2 separate regions of the Triticum aestivum genome follow, and region 1 is linked to region 2. The links are chromatin contacts, called in public Hi-C maps. All regions are on one chromosome and are shown on one strand. The core of a region is the stretch at or near the end of the contact, and the rest is flanking DNA. Distances in the headings are between cores, read along the strand shown.

The links. A called contact is a pair of places that touch in the nucleus more often than the background predicts.
Region 1: a contact with region 2 is called in a Hi-C map of leaf, with 8 times the contacts expected there. The contact joins the promoter of LOC123053564 here to the promoter of LOC123053563 in region 2. A contact is called at or near these places in 3 of 5 Hi-C or Micro-C datasets (leaf and an unstated tissue).

The regions. Positions count from the first base shown.
Region 1 is chr2D:422,384,421-422,391,829 of IWGSC CS RefSeq v2.1, forward strand. It overlaps LOC123053564 (F-box protein At5g39250), which reads right to left and starts at 3,248. Exons shown (of 2, transcript XM_044477033.1): 1 at 2,942-3,248; 2 at 771-1,723. The coding sequence starts at 1,664. The coding sequence ends at 912. It overlaps LOC123053565 (pentatricopeptide repeat-containing protein At4g39952, mitochondrial), which reads right to left. Exons shown (of 2, transcript XM_044477034.1): 1 at 5,363-7,409; 2 at 3,998-5,012. The coding sequence ends at 5,640.
Region 2 is chr2D:422,024,873-422,032,705 of IWGSC CS RefSeq v2.1, forward strand. LOC123053563 reads right to left here and starts at 2,039. Exons shown (of 3, transcript XM_044477031.1): 1 at 1,726-2,039; 2 at 1,532-1,601; 3 at 94-1,274. The coding sequence starts at 1,788. The coding sequence ends at 364.

The DNA of each region.
Region 1 (7,409 bases), core at 1,998-4,497, 360 kb after region 2:
GACTTGTCATAGTTGCTAAAATTTGTCCATAACTAAAATTGCAAAAAAAATGTTATGTCTTATTTGGTCAAGTAGTCTAATCACACCCCCCCCCCAACCCCCTTTAGACATACTTTCGATCCTACAACTATGCACATACCGGGGAAAGGACGGTGCAAAGAATGGGGGAGTCGTCGGGGATATGTGATTTGTACATGTTGAATGTGCATAATGTTTTGTCTTCTATTCATGCAATTTTGTTTAAAAATTGTGTGCATGATGCTTTCGAAATGATATGAAACGTTTAATCCAAATGTGTGAACGAAAAGAAGAGAAAAGACCATTTTGTAGGCCAAGACATTGTGACTCTGATTTTGTACATCTGTCTCGCACACTCCCAAATTTGATGGGAGTGTTTTGAAGAGTGCAACTCTGCTAGAGTTTTTGTAAGCTCCCTAGAAAGGGAACAACACTCCTAACGCTCCCGCTCCTCCCCTCTCCACCAAATTTCACGAGAAATAGCAAATATACTAAGCTAGAAATCCTTGCCAAAGTCAAAAAACAACAACAATGAAATGCCAGGCTAAAAAACTCGCGAAAATTTGAATGCACCAATGAACAAATGATGGGCACACAATAGCAGGCTAATATAATATACTCCCTCCGATCCATATTAATTGTTGTTGATTTAGCACAAGCAATTATCCATAGAAACCAAATCTACTATGGGCCAAAAGGCAGTCTTCAACACCTTGCTGGCTAAATCAGTCGATACCAAATCATGAACGGTATAGAAAATCAATGGGCTCACATCGCCATTTTATTCCAACATCTTAAAGCATATATTTCAGTAATACAACAGTAGATGATCAACATATCATGAACATTCTTTACATGCCTCAAAGGCTCAAATCACAACTAAAGAGTAGCTTCTATTTCCAATCAAGCATGTCTAAGAGCCACAAGATCTCAGGCTCGGACCTTGCCGCATCACAAAAATCTAGTTCAATACCAAATACCTCTATAGAGTTTGTTCCTTTATACAGGAAAAGCAAGGACATCCAGGCCCGGATGTCTGATATGAAAGGGTGTCTGGGCGAAAACCTGAGATATTCATATGCCAACGCCCGTGCTGCATTGCTGTCAATGTAATCAAAACTCGACGTATTGATTATGCAAGTCATCTTGTTGGTGTCCTTGCGGTGGGCAAGAACAGACACGGTGATGGCTGGCCCCATAGGGACTGTCAGCTTGGGTTTGACTTCCATCATCAAAATGCAGTCTGCGGCATTCAGATGTGCAACAAGTACATCTGGTATGCCGCCAGGTGTGTTCTGTAAACCTGCTCGAAGGATGCAGCCTGAAACTGCTTGAGAGAAGATTAGTGATCCCTCAAGCCACATGTCAATGTAAAACACCAGATCCTCAAAAGTGAGCTTAGGTACAGGAAGGTGTACTGTCTTCCGTGGCTTGGAGAATGTTAAATAGAGCTTTTGGAAGTTTGTGTCAGAAGGAGGCTGCTTGCAGATGGAAGGCCATTTCCGTGAGCAGATGCATTTCCAGAAGTAATCATCCTTTGCAATTTCGCACCATTGGCGGCATACAAGCATGCAAAAGACCAAGTCTTTACCATCCAGTAGAGGGAAAACAGCCTTCAGAACTTCGCCAGGAAATCCATTTTCCATTCTCAATCACTGAACTGAAGGAAATGGAATGCCTCTACCCCTCTAGGATGGGACTTCAGCTAGAAACCAAAGAGTGAACCAGAAGTGCCTATTAATAAGAGATGGTTAAACAAATACTGATCAATTCATGCCCAGTCAAAAACTCAAGTAGCACGACTACTGCTATCTTTAATTCACTATAATCTGAATCTGCAAGGATGATAAACGTAGAAGAGTATACCTAGACTAATGGCTATTGCTAGAACATACTCCATCCATCCCACAATATAAGATCGTTTTGCAAGCTAAAACAGCTTGCAAAACGATCTTACATTATGGGACGGAGGGGGTAGTCCATAAAAAAATAGCTTCCATCTTCCAGATCAATAATAATTTGGAAATGTGATGTCTGTTGTAGTTGGGAGTGTGAACTACACAAGAATGATAGACGAAATAAATGATCAATTTGATTAACAAATAAGCTTTCAAATAATACCGGCAGTAATGGAAACTACATTTGTTTCTGAGTCACAACCAAATGATCCAACCGATTACCACGAGTAGTTGCTATGATCAAACTGATTTGACACAATACCACAATAAGCATTGACTATGGTGCCTTCAAGGGTAGATGTTCAACTTCACAGCAAAACATGGTCCTATTTGTGTTGTTGATCAATATACTTATTAAGGAACACCAAACCTCTGGAGTTCAAGAAAGCACATTCTCACGAAACAAAACGTTCCCTTTTTAGGCATAGAATAATTATTTCAAATATATCCCATTTTCAGCTTTGATCTGCAGTCTGGCATAAGAACATATTTACTCAAAAGCACAAACCGAACTATGACACCCCAACTCTTTATTGATAATGCATCACGTACATGTTGTTGATCTCCAACGCATTCATTTATCGTTAACCACTCCAATCTTTCTTGAGTGAAAGCCAATCGAAAATATTGTAACCAGTACTGTACGTACTATATATACGACATGAGCACAATAATTCTAGCTGTACAAGTTTATGCTAAACTGATATATAATCGCAAAACATGAAAAATGAAACCTACAATTGATTGCCCCCAACAACCAGTGAGGTAATGAAACATCTAGCATTCGGAAGGAGAGAACATATTGCCAACTTCTCAAATCTAATATACAACAGAAAAATCGAACGTTCAACGGAATTTTACTTGTTTTGCCTACTAGCCACGGGGTCAGCGGTTGTCCGGATTCGGGGGTTATGCCGTGAACAAAAAATAAGGGGGTGTAGAGAAAGGAAAGTAAAGGAACCCACCGTGGCTAGGAAGAACCGTCGGTAAGGCGGGCCGCCGGCGTAGATCTGCAGAGACCGGAGAGGATGAAGGGGCGGTCGTCGATCTGGTAGCGATGGACGACGGAGTGGCAACGTCGGAAGAGGGACGCGCAGGGGAAGAGAGGTCGCCGTTGCCGGAGAGATTCGCCCATAGACAAACACCCAGAGGAAGGAGCAGGATCGGTGCCTGGGAATGGGAGAGGAATGGGGACCCGGGGGTGCTCGGTGTCGGTCGGAGAAACCAGGGGTATCCCGAAGCCAGGCTGTCACATGTGGGTTGGGCCGTATGCGCCGATGGGTCAGATTTGTGTGTATGTAACGCGCCCGCCGCCCACACATATCTGAAGCCCAAAAATCGAGTCGAGTCCTCCATTCGGAAGTTGGCAGGCGCGCCAGGCACTGTCATTCCTTGCTCTCGGCTGCACCCAACAAGCACCCGTTATCCTAAAAAAAAAAATGCTGTTACTCCTGATTTTCTCCTCTATTTTTCCTCTTCAACAGATTAAAAATATATTATTGAAGATAAATAACAGATTTTAAACCTATATTATTGATACAAAAATGTCCAGAGATTCAAAAAATGTTCTTAAGTTTTAAAAAGTTCATGAAATTTGAAAAATGTTGAGGAATTTATTTTTAAAAATGGTATCTTTTTAAAATGTCTGAATTTAAAAAAATCACAAATTTAGAAATAAACATGAATTTTAAAATATTCATGAATTTATAAACAGGTAAAAGAAAGAAAAAAAAGGAAAAAAAGTAAAGAAACAAATGAAAAAAACTCCGAAAATCAGTAGAAGGGAAAAAAGCCCCGACAAACAAAAAAAGTCCGCTGATGCGCTGGCCCGCATGCAAGAGATGGTGGAAGAAGAACAACTACTCCCTCCGTTCCTAAATATTTGTCTTTTTAAAGATTTCAAATGGACTACCATATATGGATGTATATAGACATACTCTAGAGTGTAGATTCACTCATTTTGCTCCGTATGTAGTCACTTATTGAAATCTCTAGAAAGACAAATATTTAGGAACGGAGGAAGTAGTTTCTAAGTAAACATGGAATAGTGAGTTGTGGGGCGTACATCTTCACGTTTGTACGGTGCTTTGACATTAACAGTTGGAGCATCATAACAGTTCTTGTGATCATGGCAAAAGATCTCGTGACTGATCACGATCCAGCGGCATGGGCTCAGTGCTATGATGCAAACGTATCAGTATTCAGTAAGCATGCCATCCACCTTGGCTGAACCATGAAGAATTACCTCTTGTATTACATATGGATGAGACAATAAATCAATGAGGGGCATTTTCCCCAAGAAGTGTTTACTTCCTTTACGGGCATAGCCTTTAGGATCGAACCATTATAAAATGTGAAGAAACTTACATGCATCATTCCCAAAGCTGAATCAGGCTCTATGTAAATGAGCAATTGATGTCACTAATGAACGAGTTCTGATCCAGCTAGACCACTATACACTCTGTTTTACAAAACCAATGATGTCTCTTTAGATGTAGGTTAACTCCAGTCAATTTGTTGTATTTATGGGCCGTGTGGGGACAATAGCATATAAACTGGGCGTTCCAGCACGGGTTCATATTCACAATCTTTTTCATGCGAGTCTTTTGAAGCGCTTCCATGTTGATCCACCAGATGCGCCACCAGCATTAGCGTTGATTTATCACGTTCAGATAATCCTGAGGCAAATGAAGTCTTGGGGCACAGTAGCAAGTGGTGTTCAGAATTTTTGGTACAATAGAAAGAAAAGATCCAGGATTTTCAGCTCAAAGACGAGCTGCTTGAGGAGGCGGGGAGTAATGTCGTATGCGCAAAAATAGTTCCAGATATACACATTTGCAAGCAAACTCCAAAAGTGGAATAGGTTCCAATTGAGTTACCTGCTATCTTCTTCCAGTGGTTCTGAACATTTTTCATACACTTTTGCTCATCCAAATGGCCTACATGAAATTCGCTAGACAATTTTCTTCTGCAGAAGTGTGAATCATCATGTCATGTATTAGAAAATAGCATGATGTCCAAAACAGCCAGGAGGACCTAGATACATGGAGAAGTGAATGAGAAGTTGCAGTGCGAACTTGAATGGCATTCACAAAACAGACAAACATGGCCCACTCAACATCTGTTTTAAATTCAGCAAGAATTTATTACAGCACTATGCAATTAGCTAATACCCCGTCCGTCCCATAATATAAGATCTTATTACATCCAATATACTCACATATTGGATGTAATAAGATCTTATATTATGGGACGGAGGGGGTACTAATTATGCATAAATGTATAATCAACATTGTTTTTCAATAACCCAAAGAATTATGGACTATAAGTTTAAATGGAACTAAATGGATTAGGAGCATAATACGGCATCCAAGGGAGGGAGATACCTTTGCCAATATTAGCAACATCACCTCGGATAATAAGAGGACTTTTGCCGCCACGCTCTAATGAGACGGACTATTGAAGAAGATAAATGCACAATGGATGCATAATTCACAAACTTCTTGGCTCTTGCAACAGACCTTAACCATTTGCACCGGTAGCAGTCAGCCGGTCATTATATTCTCTAAAGCTGATTCCAGAATTTATGTAAATGAGCTAATGCGGTCAATTAGTTATTTACCCTTCTATAGTCTCGGCTGTAGTTATGCCATAACTGTTAACTCACACCCAAATATCAACCGCACTCCAGCCCACACCTTTTTCCACTCCATGATTCTTCATCGTGTCCCTCAGTCTCTCTATCTCTTCCCATTTTTCAGCACTGCCATATGAATTGGACATTAAAATATAGTACCCATCATTTCCTGGGTCAGAAGCAAAAGCCTTCTTTGCAACTCTTAACCCCATCTCGAAATTGTCATGCATTTTGCAGGCACTAAGCAAAGTCCCCCATACCCCACCATCAGGTTGTATTGGCATAGCCAAAATCATATCTTCTGCTTCTTGAAGATGCCCAGATTTCCCTAGGAGATCCACCATACATGCGTAATGCTTCAGGTTAGGTTCAAGGCAGTATTCCCCCATTCTGATGAACAGCTTCCTGCCCTCATCAACATACCCTGCATGGCAGCAAGCAGACAGAATGGCAAGAAAAGTGACGCTGTTAGGCTTAATAGTTCCTCTCTCCATCTCACTAAATAACTGCAGTGCTTGCTTCACATCGCCATGCATCCCATAGCCTGCTATCATCACATTCCATGTAACAACATCCCGTACGAGCATAGAATCAAAAATTCCTCTTGCAATTCCCAGCTGCCCACATTTAGTATACATGTCAACAAGTGATGTACTAATAGATACATCAGATTCCAACCCCATATCTTTCACATAAGAATGTATCAGTTCACCATGTTCCAGTGCAGCCAAATTTGCACAAGCTGAAATGACAGTAATCAAGGTTGCAGAGTTTGGTTGGACACCTTCAGTGAGCATCTGATCATATAGTGACAGGGCATCATTTGAATGTCCTAGATGTGAATAGCTGGATAGGAGTGCATTCCAGGTGACAACATCCCTCCTCACTTTGGCCACACCAAATATTTTGTATGCAAGGTCAAATTTCCCACACCTTCCATACATGCCAATTAATGCATTGGCAACTGAAATTTCATCAAGCAAGCACTTGATCGAAAAACAATGAGCTGATTGACCTAACCGCAGTTTTCCTAGCCGTGAACAAGAAGAGATTGTGGAAACCAAGCTGTTGATATCACACAAAAATTCATCATGATCTCTACAATGCATTTCTCGGCACAACTCCAAGCATTTGACATCAAGTCCAGCTTTGCAGTATAATACAACCATCAAACTCCATGATTCTGCATCTCGTTGATGCAAAATTCCAAAAACTTTGCCTGCAGCATCTACCAACTCAAGTTTCCCGTACATTGAAATCAAAGCATTGGCAACCAACAAATTGTCTCCAGAGTTTCTCTTAATTATAGCTGCATGAAATGCCTTCCCCCTACGCACATTCCCACTGTTCCCTAACCCTGAAAGTACACAGCTAACAAGAACTTCATCTGGCTGCAGACCAGACACCTCCATCTCCTGGAACAACTCCACGGCCTCCCTATCAAGTCCTCTCCTACAATAGGTTCCAATCAAGCTAGTCCAGGTGACCACATCTTTTTCTGGCAACTCCGGGAATAAAACACATGCATCCTCAGTCCTATCGCACTTTGAGTACATTGAGAAAAGTGCGGAAACCACCAACGCACAATCTCCAATCCCTTCCTTCACCGTGTACCCGTGCAAGCATCTCCCAGCAGACAGCTCGCCTAGCACTCCACAAGCCTCCAACCCACTCTCCATTGTCCGTGAATTTGGCCTCGCGCCGCCATCACCCGCTAGCCTAACCATCTGCACCAAGTATCTCATCCCCTTCTCACACTCGTCATTCCTAACGCACCCAGAGACCACCGCGGTCCA
Region 2 (7,833 bases), core at 789-3,288:
GAAAGTCTCAAGATCATCACATAAGTGAAAAAAAGAGCAAGAACTAGACTTAGGTGAACATGATTCAACTGATAACAGTGTACTAGTGGCAAGGAAATAACAGTCACCATAGCTATTATATATGAACTCACGAACTGTAACAACAAAAGGTCCTCTCCAATCTCCAGCAACATATGCATCACACCCAATGCATCAGTACAAAAAGGATACCAAGGTCCTGGAGACTCTATATGGGCACAGCATCTATTCAAATATTCACATTTCTTTATACCAAAAGCAGACAATACGCAACAAAACCAGCATATCCGACAGTAACATGCAAAGCAGAACTACGGCATAGAGCTATCATAGCCTTCAGACAGCCTAGTGTCTTGGACCCATGCTACAAGAACGGGATAGACGCACTGGTGCTGGCGCTCCTTCTCCTGCAGACCCTGCATTGTATAGCTTCCTGCACCCTGGGCAACGTGCATCTGCCTCGAGGATCCTCTTGTGGCAGAAGAGACACAGATGGAACCCGCAAGGGCAGGGGAGGAAGCTCGAGTCTGTTGGGTCAAGATCCTCGTAGCATATCGGGCAAGATAATGGCATAGAGAGGATACTCTGATGTGCTGCACTCATACCCATCCCCCAGCAGTTGCCAATCCTCGCTGGGAAGCTCGACTGCTTGGAGATACTGGGTAAGCTCTGTGGACGGAACGTATCATCTGGTGTCCAAGCTCTTGCATTGCTTCGAATAGGCTCTGTTCTTTTTGATGTATTTGCCAGAGGTGCCGACTCACTTGTAGCTGCTGGGGGCATCGTGGTACCTAAACTCTGGTGGCAATGACTGTTATCATCGACTGAAAGTGCATCAGCAACAGCTTCCCAATCATCCAGCACCCCGTTTTCCTCCTCAGGGCCACTGCCCGTGTCATCATCCTCAGCATCACTCACACTCCTGGAACTGGACCATAGACTGCTCACACTGCTGAGGCTGGGGCCACCTCCATTGCTGGAGCAGCGCTTACTCTGAGCACAGCCTCCACCTCGAGAGTTGTCTGAACAAGGGCTGTGCATAGGGGAGTCAAGGTCGCTGCCGCCTACTTCTTGCCCGGTAGCTCCAGCATCCTCCTTGTCATCCTCCAGAACTCCACCCCTTGACCTTGCATCGGCGCGCCGCCGGGGGAGTGGAGGGTGTGGCGAAGCAAGGATTGGCGACCCAGCATTCGACCCTGCCCCTGATCCTGCGCCCGCTGGCAAAGGCTTGGCCGTGGCCTCCTTCCCATCCTTGACTAGACCAATCCAAAACGCAAACAGATCAGAATTTGAACCCAAAATATCATCTTGAATAAAAGTTATCAATTTGTAGCACCTAGATCACCCCTGTGCCGAAATAATCAGATTCCCCTAAGTATCCCAACTCCCCCACAGGCACCCAAAGACGAGACGCAACTAGGATACACAGTGCAGAGATCCCAACTTCCGGGATTGGCGAGGGGAAAAGACCAAGAATACATAAAAGAATACATGAGCAGGCACGAGATCAGACCTTGCGACAGCCACTGCTCCCGGCGCGCGTCGAGCTTGCACTGCTTCAGCTTGGCCGACGAGCGGTTACCCTGCGGGGCACGAAAAATCGGCAGATCGGATCAGAACGCCGCGCAATCCGCAACCGGACCAGGGGACGCCCCGCCCCCCAAATCGAATCGCAGATCACACCACACACACGGGGCCCTTACTTACCCTCTTCTTCTTGGCGTCGCGCGCAGCGGCCGATGCGGGCGAGGGGGCGCCGTCGTATCCCATCCTCCTCTAGGCGGAGACCCTGCGGCGGCCTGGCTCCTCTGCGGGTGCGTGCGTGCGTGCGCGGGCGGGGCGAGGGAAAAAACCCTAGAAAGCGGCGCGGAGGAGAGAGAGAGAGGGAGAGAGACGGTGGGGGGTGGGGGAGACGAGGGAGCGCAGGGCGGCGGGATGGGTGGATGTGCAGGACGGGGATAGATAACACACGGGGCGGGGCGAGGCTAGGGAGGGCGGAGGTTATTGGGAAGAAAGCAAAGGCAAAATCTTTCCGGGGCTTTTGGCGTTTGCGTTTCTTCCCCTTCGCTTTAATTAATCCTGGCCGGACGGGCCACAGGTGGCGAGGGAGGGAGGGAAACGGGGGGCAGGGCGCCCCCGCGTAATGACCAGACTGCCCTCCGCCCGGCCCTCGGGATGGGATGAGAAGGACGGTTTGGGGGCTGGGGTCGGCGCACGAGCAGGTTGATTCCGTTGAGTGCAACGGGCCTCTTGTAAACGGCACTAATTTTGTCTTTTTTATTAGTTCATTAATTTTTGGCTTTTTTTATGACCATGCAAAGCTTGCGAATTATTTCATTGATAGAAAGGTGTTAAGAGTGAATACTGCTGGAATTTTGTCTATTTTGGACCTAGCCCAATAGCAGTTTCAAAAATTCCTAATAAATCCTAGAGGCCCACGCAGCCCATTCGTGCAAAGCAAGACGTGGAACTAAAGTTTAGTCTCATATTGCTAGTTTAGAGGGAGTTGGACCTCTAAGGGAGACTCTTTCTCCACATGCATGAGGATGAGAATAAGAGAGACATCCACGCGCGCTCCTCCTCCGCCGCCCGCCTCGCGTGCCACGGGGTGCGGGAATGAGCCGAGCCGATGTCTAAATTTTTGCCACGCACGACGGGTATATGAAAGGTCACGCGGAAGCTGAAACGTTTTGTTGTAGTGGAGATTGAATACGAACGGCGCACCTCTTCGCCTGATGCCTGTTCGTTTCGTCTCCCTCGTTCCCTTCAGCTCCCGGCGCAGCCTCTCGCCTCCTTCTCTTGCGCCTATAAAAGAGAGGTCGCTCCTCTCAGAGAGACGCACCAGAAGATCCTCTTCCTCCCGCCACAAAGTTCCCGAGCACTGCGCTGCTGCTACGATCTTCCCCATCCCGGCTTGTGGCGTGCACTGCAGGTCGGGACAGTAGGCCTCCGAAACTCCACCTCTTTGAGTCCTGTACGGGAGAAGGGTGATAAGGTTTTTGGGGAGCGCTCGGCGCGACTACTGACTTCTTCGTCACGGACGCCCCGGACTCCGACGACTACTTCCCCGACGACAACTTCTTCCCCGACGTCGACAACCTCCTCGACGACATGGCTGGCGAGGACACCGACCCCAAGTCCAGCGCCTCTGCTGCTACTGTCTCGTACGTGTTCTTCCTCTTTCTATTAGAGGCCCTACTACAGTTTCTTGTTTTAATGTTTGCCCTAGATATGTTAGACTCTATTTTCATATATGCAACTTACTATACTGTCTGCTCTACATGTGTTTAATTACAGTTCATATATGAAAACGATGTTTACCTTCTCTTTGTCAAATCGCATGACTTGTTTTATCACTGCTATACTAGTCGCGCTTTATCTAGTATTTCTGTTAATAAACTCATTCGGTAAATTGCTCATATTTCTAACAATCCAAAATCCTTATTATAGGCTATTTACACCTAGTGGTTTTGCTGCTTCCATGAGACCTCCTATGTTTGAGGGTATCCACTATAAGAGGTGGCGTGTGAGAGCAGTCTTATGATTTCAAACCATGAGTTGCTATGACGTGACTCTTGGCAAACCTGAAGGGGAGCATGATGCTCAACAAGAACAAGCTTTTCAGAAAATAGATACTCTGTTTAAGGCTGCTCTCTTGGGTGTTCTTAGTGAGAACATAGTTGATGCGTATGCGTCAATTGACAATGGAAAAGATATGTGGGACGCACTCGAGGCCAAGTTTGGGGTCTCGGATGCCGGCACTGAGCTGTACATCATGGAGCAATTCTATGATTACAGGATGACTGAAGAGGGCTCCGTGGTTGAGCAAGCTCATGAGATACAGTCATTTGCTAGAGAACTTGAGCACTTCAATTGTATGCTACCGGACAAGTTTGTTGCGGGAGGTATCATCACTAAGCTTCCTCCTTCATGGAGGAACTTTGCTACCTTACTGAAGCATAAGAGACAGGAGTTTTTCGTTCCGGATCTCATTGGTACTCTTGATGTGGAAGAAAAGGCGAGAGCAAAGGACACACGTGCTCGAGGTATTGAGGGAGGATCTAGTGCCAATCTAATACAGAAGCAGAACTTCCAGCCCCACAAGTTCAAGAACAAGGGCAAGTTTGATGGTAAAGCAAAGTTTGATGGGAAGAACAAGGCTGTGCAGCACAAGAACTTCAAGAAGAAGAATGACAAAAAGAAAGGTGTTTGTCATGTGTGTGGGGATCCTGGTCATCGGGCTCCTAGTTGCCCTAATCGCTATTGCAAGCGTCATCCTGGGAAAGGTGGCAAGACCGCTAATATTGTCATTGGAGACACTGACATGAAGGATGTTGGGTATGGTATATTTCCCACTATTCTTTCAGTATGTCATTTGTTGGGGAACGCAGTAATTTCAAAAAAAATCCTACGCACACGCAAGATCTATCATGGTGATGTATAGCAACGAGAGGGGAGAGTGTAGTCCACGTACCCTCGTAGACCGTAAGCGGAAGCGTTATGACAACGCGGTTGATGTAGTCGTACGTCTTCACGATCCGACCGATCCTAGTACCGAAACTACGGCACCTCCGCTATCTGCACACGTTCAGCTCGATGACGTTGAGGGAGTCCTGGACTAAGGGGTCATCGGGCGTCCAGCCTGTTATCCATGGGCCAGACTGATGGGCTGTGAAGACATGAAGGCCGAAGACTGTACCCGTGTCCGGATTGGACTCTACTTGGCGTGGAAGGCAAGCTTGGCGACCGAAGAGTCCTTCTTATGTAACCGACCCTATGTAAACCCTAGATCCCCCCGGTGTCTATATAAACCGGAGGGGTTAGTCCGGAAAGGACACACACATTACCATAGTCATATGGGCTAGACTTCTAGGGTTTAGCCATTACGATCTCGTGGTAGATCAACTCTTGTAATACTCATATTCATCAAGATCGATCAAGCAGGAAGTAGGGTATTACCTCCATAGAGAGGGCCCGAACCTGGGTAAACATCGTGTCCCTCGTCTCCTGTTACCATCGATCCTAGACGCACAGTTCGGGACCCCCTACCCGAGATCCGCCGGTTTTGACACCGACATTGGTGCTTTCATTGAGAGTTCCACTGTGCGGTCGACAAAAGGTTTGATGGCCCCTTCAATCATCGATAACGACGCTGTCCAAGGAGGAACCTTCCTCCCCGGACAGATTTTTGTGTTCGGCGGCTTCGTACTGCGGGCCAACTCGCTTGGCCATCTGGAGCAGATCGACAGCTACGCCCCGGCCACCAGGTCAGATTTGGAAGCTTGAACTACGTCGCGGATATCCATGGAGACTTGATCTTCAATGGATTCGAGACCGCGGCGATCGCTCCCCCTCGCTCCGATGAACATGACTTAAATCTGTCACCAGATCACATCCAGGAGATGGTTCCTGTTGCTGCAACGGCCTTAGATCCGGAGCAGATCCTACCGTCCGAGGCAACAGAGTCCGCGGTGTTGGAGCCGCACACGGACTCAACACCCTGCAATATTTGCTTCAACGGAACCTCGGACTCGTGTCCGGCTATAAGTTCCGGACCGTGTACGCCTGCTGACACCGAGCTAGATTGGTTATCGACCTTCGAATTCAGCGCCGCTGACGCTTTCCAGCACTCACCTTTGGGCGATGTGCTGAACTCTCTAAAGAATTTGTCCTTGGAGAAGGACTCGCAGCCGAACTATGTTCGGTTCGAGTTAGAGGCCGATGATGGGGAATTTTGCTTCCCACCCGCCACCCACTTCATAACTACCGTCGAGGACTTAACCGACGAGCTCGACTATGGCTCCGAAGACATCGACGGTATGGACGACGATGCCGACAAGGAGCAAGGCCAAGACCCGCCATTCACTGGACGTTGGACGGCCACCTCTTCGTACGACGTGTACATGGTTGATACACCTAAAGGATCTGGCGACGACAAAGAAGAGCCAGATGCGAATAAACACTCCGAGACACAGTCCAAACGCCGGCGCCCTAAACGCCGCTCTAAGCCTCGTCGCTCAAAAGATGGCAACACTGGCACCGGAGAAAATAGTACTCCGGGCAATGCCGAAAACAATGAAGACCCTATTGGAGCCGCATCTGAACACGAGGAGCAAGACAACGAGTAGGCTAACCCTGATAAACAGGCCACGCCCAATGACCCAGATGACGATAGTTATCGTCCACCCTCCGAGGATGATGAGAGCCTTGGCAATGAAGACTTCATCGTGCCCGACGCATCCCTCGAGCTGGAGCGCTTTAAGCGCCAGCTCATAGCTAATGCAAGAAGCCTAAAGAAGAAGCGGCAGCAGCTCCAAGCAGATCAAGACCTACTCATCGATAGATGGACAGATGTCCTGGAAGCCGAAGAATACGGCCTTAAGCGCCCAGCCAAGAGTTACCCAAAACGCAGACTGCTACCTCAGTTCGATGAGGAGGCACCAGATCCCATACCTCCCTCGCACAATGCGGACCGACCACCACGTGATCGGGATAGTGCGGTAGACCGACCACCCCGCGGTCGGGATAAAACGGCAACTCAGGCCGAACAACAGCCCGCACCGCCTCGCAAACACAGGGACAGACCAGCTCAGGACCATAAATACGATCTTCGGCAGGAATTGGACAGTAGAGTAGGACACACCATATCTATATACGGATCGCGAGGACGCTTCCCTACTCGGGATGACAGCTACTTATTCGGACGTGACAAACTTAATCACACCCGGGCCGATAACCATAGATGGACTTCGTCGGAGGTGCGCCGTGACGCGACCCGCTATAGAGGCGCCGCACACCCTCTCTGGTTCACAAATGAGGGGCTGGACACGAATTCCCAGAGGGGTTCAAGCCTGTCAATATTGAATCATATGACGGAACAACCGACCCCGCAGTGTGGATTGAAGATTTTATTCTCCACATCCACATGGCCCGAGGAGATGACCTCCACGCTATCAAATACCTCCTATTAAAGCTCAAAGGACCAACTCGACAGTGGCTAAGTAGTCTGCCTGAGAACTCCATCAGCAGCTGGGAGGACTTGGAAGAAGCCTTCCTCGACAACTTCCAAGGTACATATGTCCGGCCACCCGATGCCGATGACTTAAGCCACATAGTTCAACAACCTGGAGAATCAGCCAGAAAATTCTGGACTAGGTTCCTAACCAAAAAGAATCAGATCGTCGACTGTCCGGACGCCAAAGCCCTAGCAGCCTTCAAACACAGCATCCGTGACGAATGGCTCGCCCGCCACCTCGGCCAAGAAAAGCCGAAATCCATGGCAGCCCTCACAGCACTCATGACCCGCTTTTGCACGGGTGAGGACAGCTGGCTGGCCCGAAGCAAAAACACAGCCAACAAGGCAGGCCCCTCTGAGGCCAAGAACAGCATCGGCAAGCTCCGACGCAATAGACACAAACGCCGAAGCAATGGCGATAACACCGACGACACCACAATGAACGCCGGATTCAGCGGCTCCAAGTCCGGCCAACGAAAGAAGCCCTACAAGAGGAACAATGAGGGACCTTCCAGCCTGGACTGCATACTCGATCGTCCGTGCCAGATACACAGCACCCCAGACAAACAAGCCAATCACACCAACAGACATTGTTGGGTCTTCAAACAGGCTGGCAAGTTAAATGCCGAAAACAAAGAAAAGGGATCACAAAGTGAGGACGAGGACGAAGAGCCCCGGCAACCGAACACTGGGGGGCAGAAGAAATTTCCCCCTCAAGTCAAAACGGTGAACATGATATACGCCACACACATCCCCAGAAAGGAGCGCAAGCGGGCACTCAGGGACGTCTACGCGGTAGA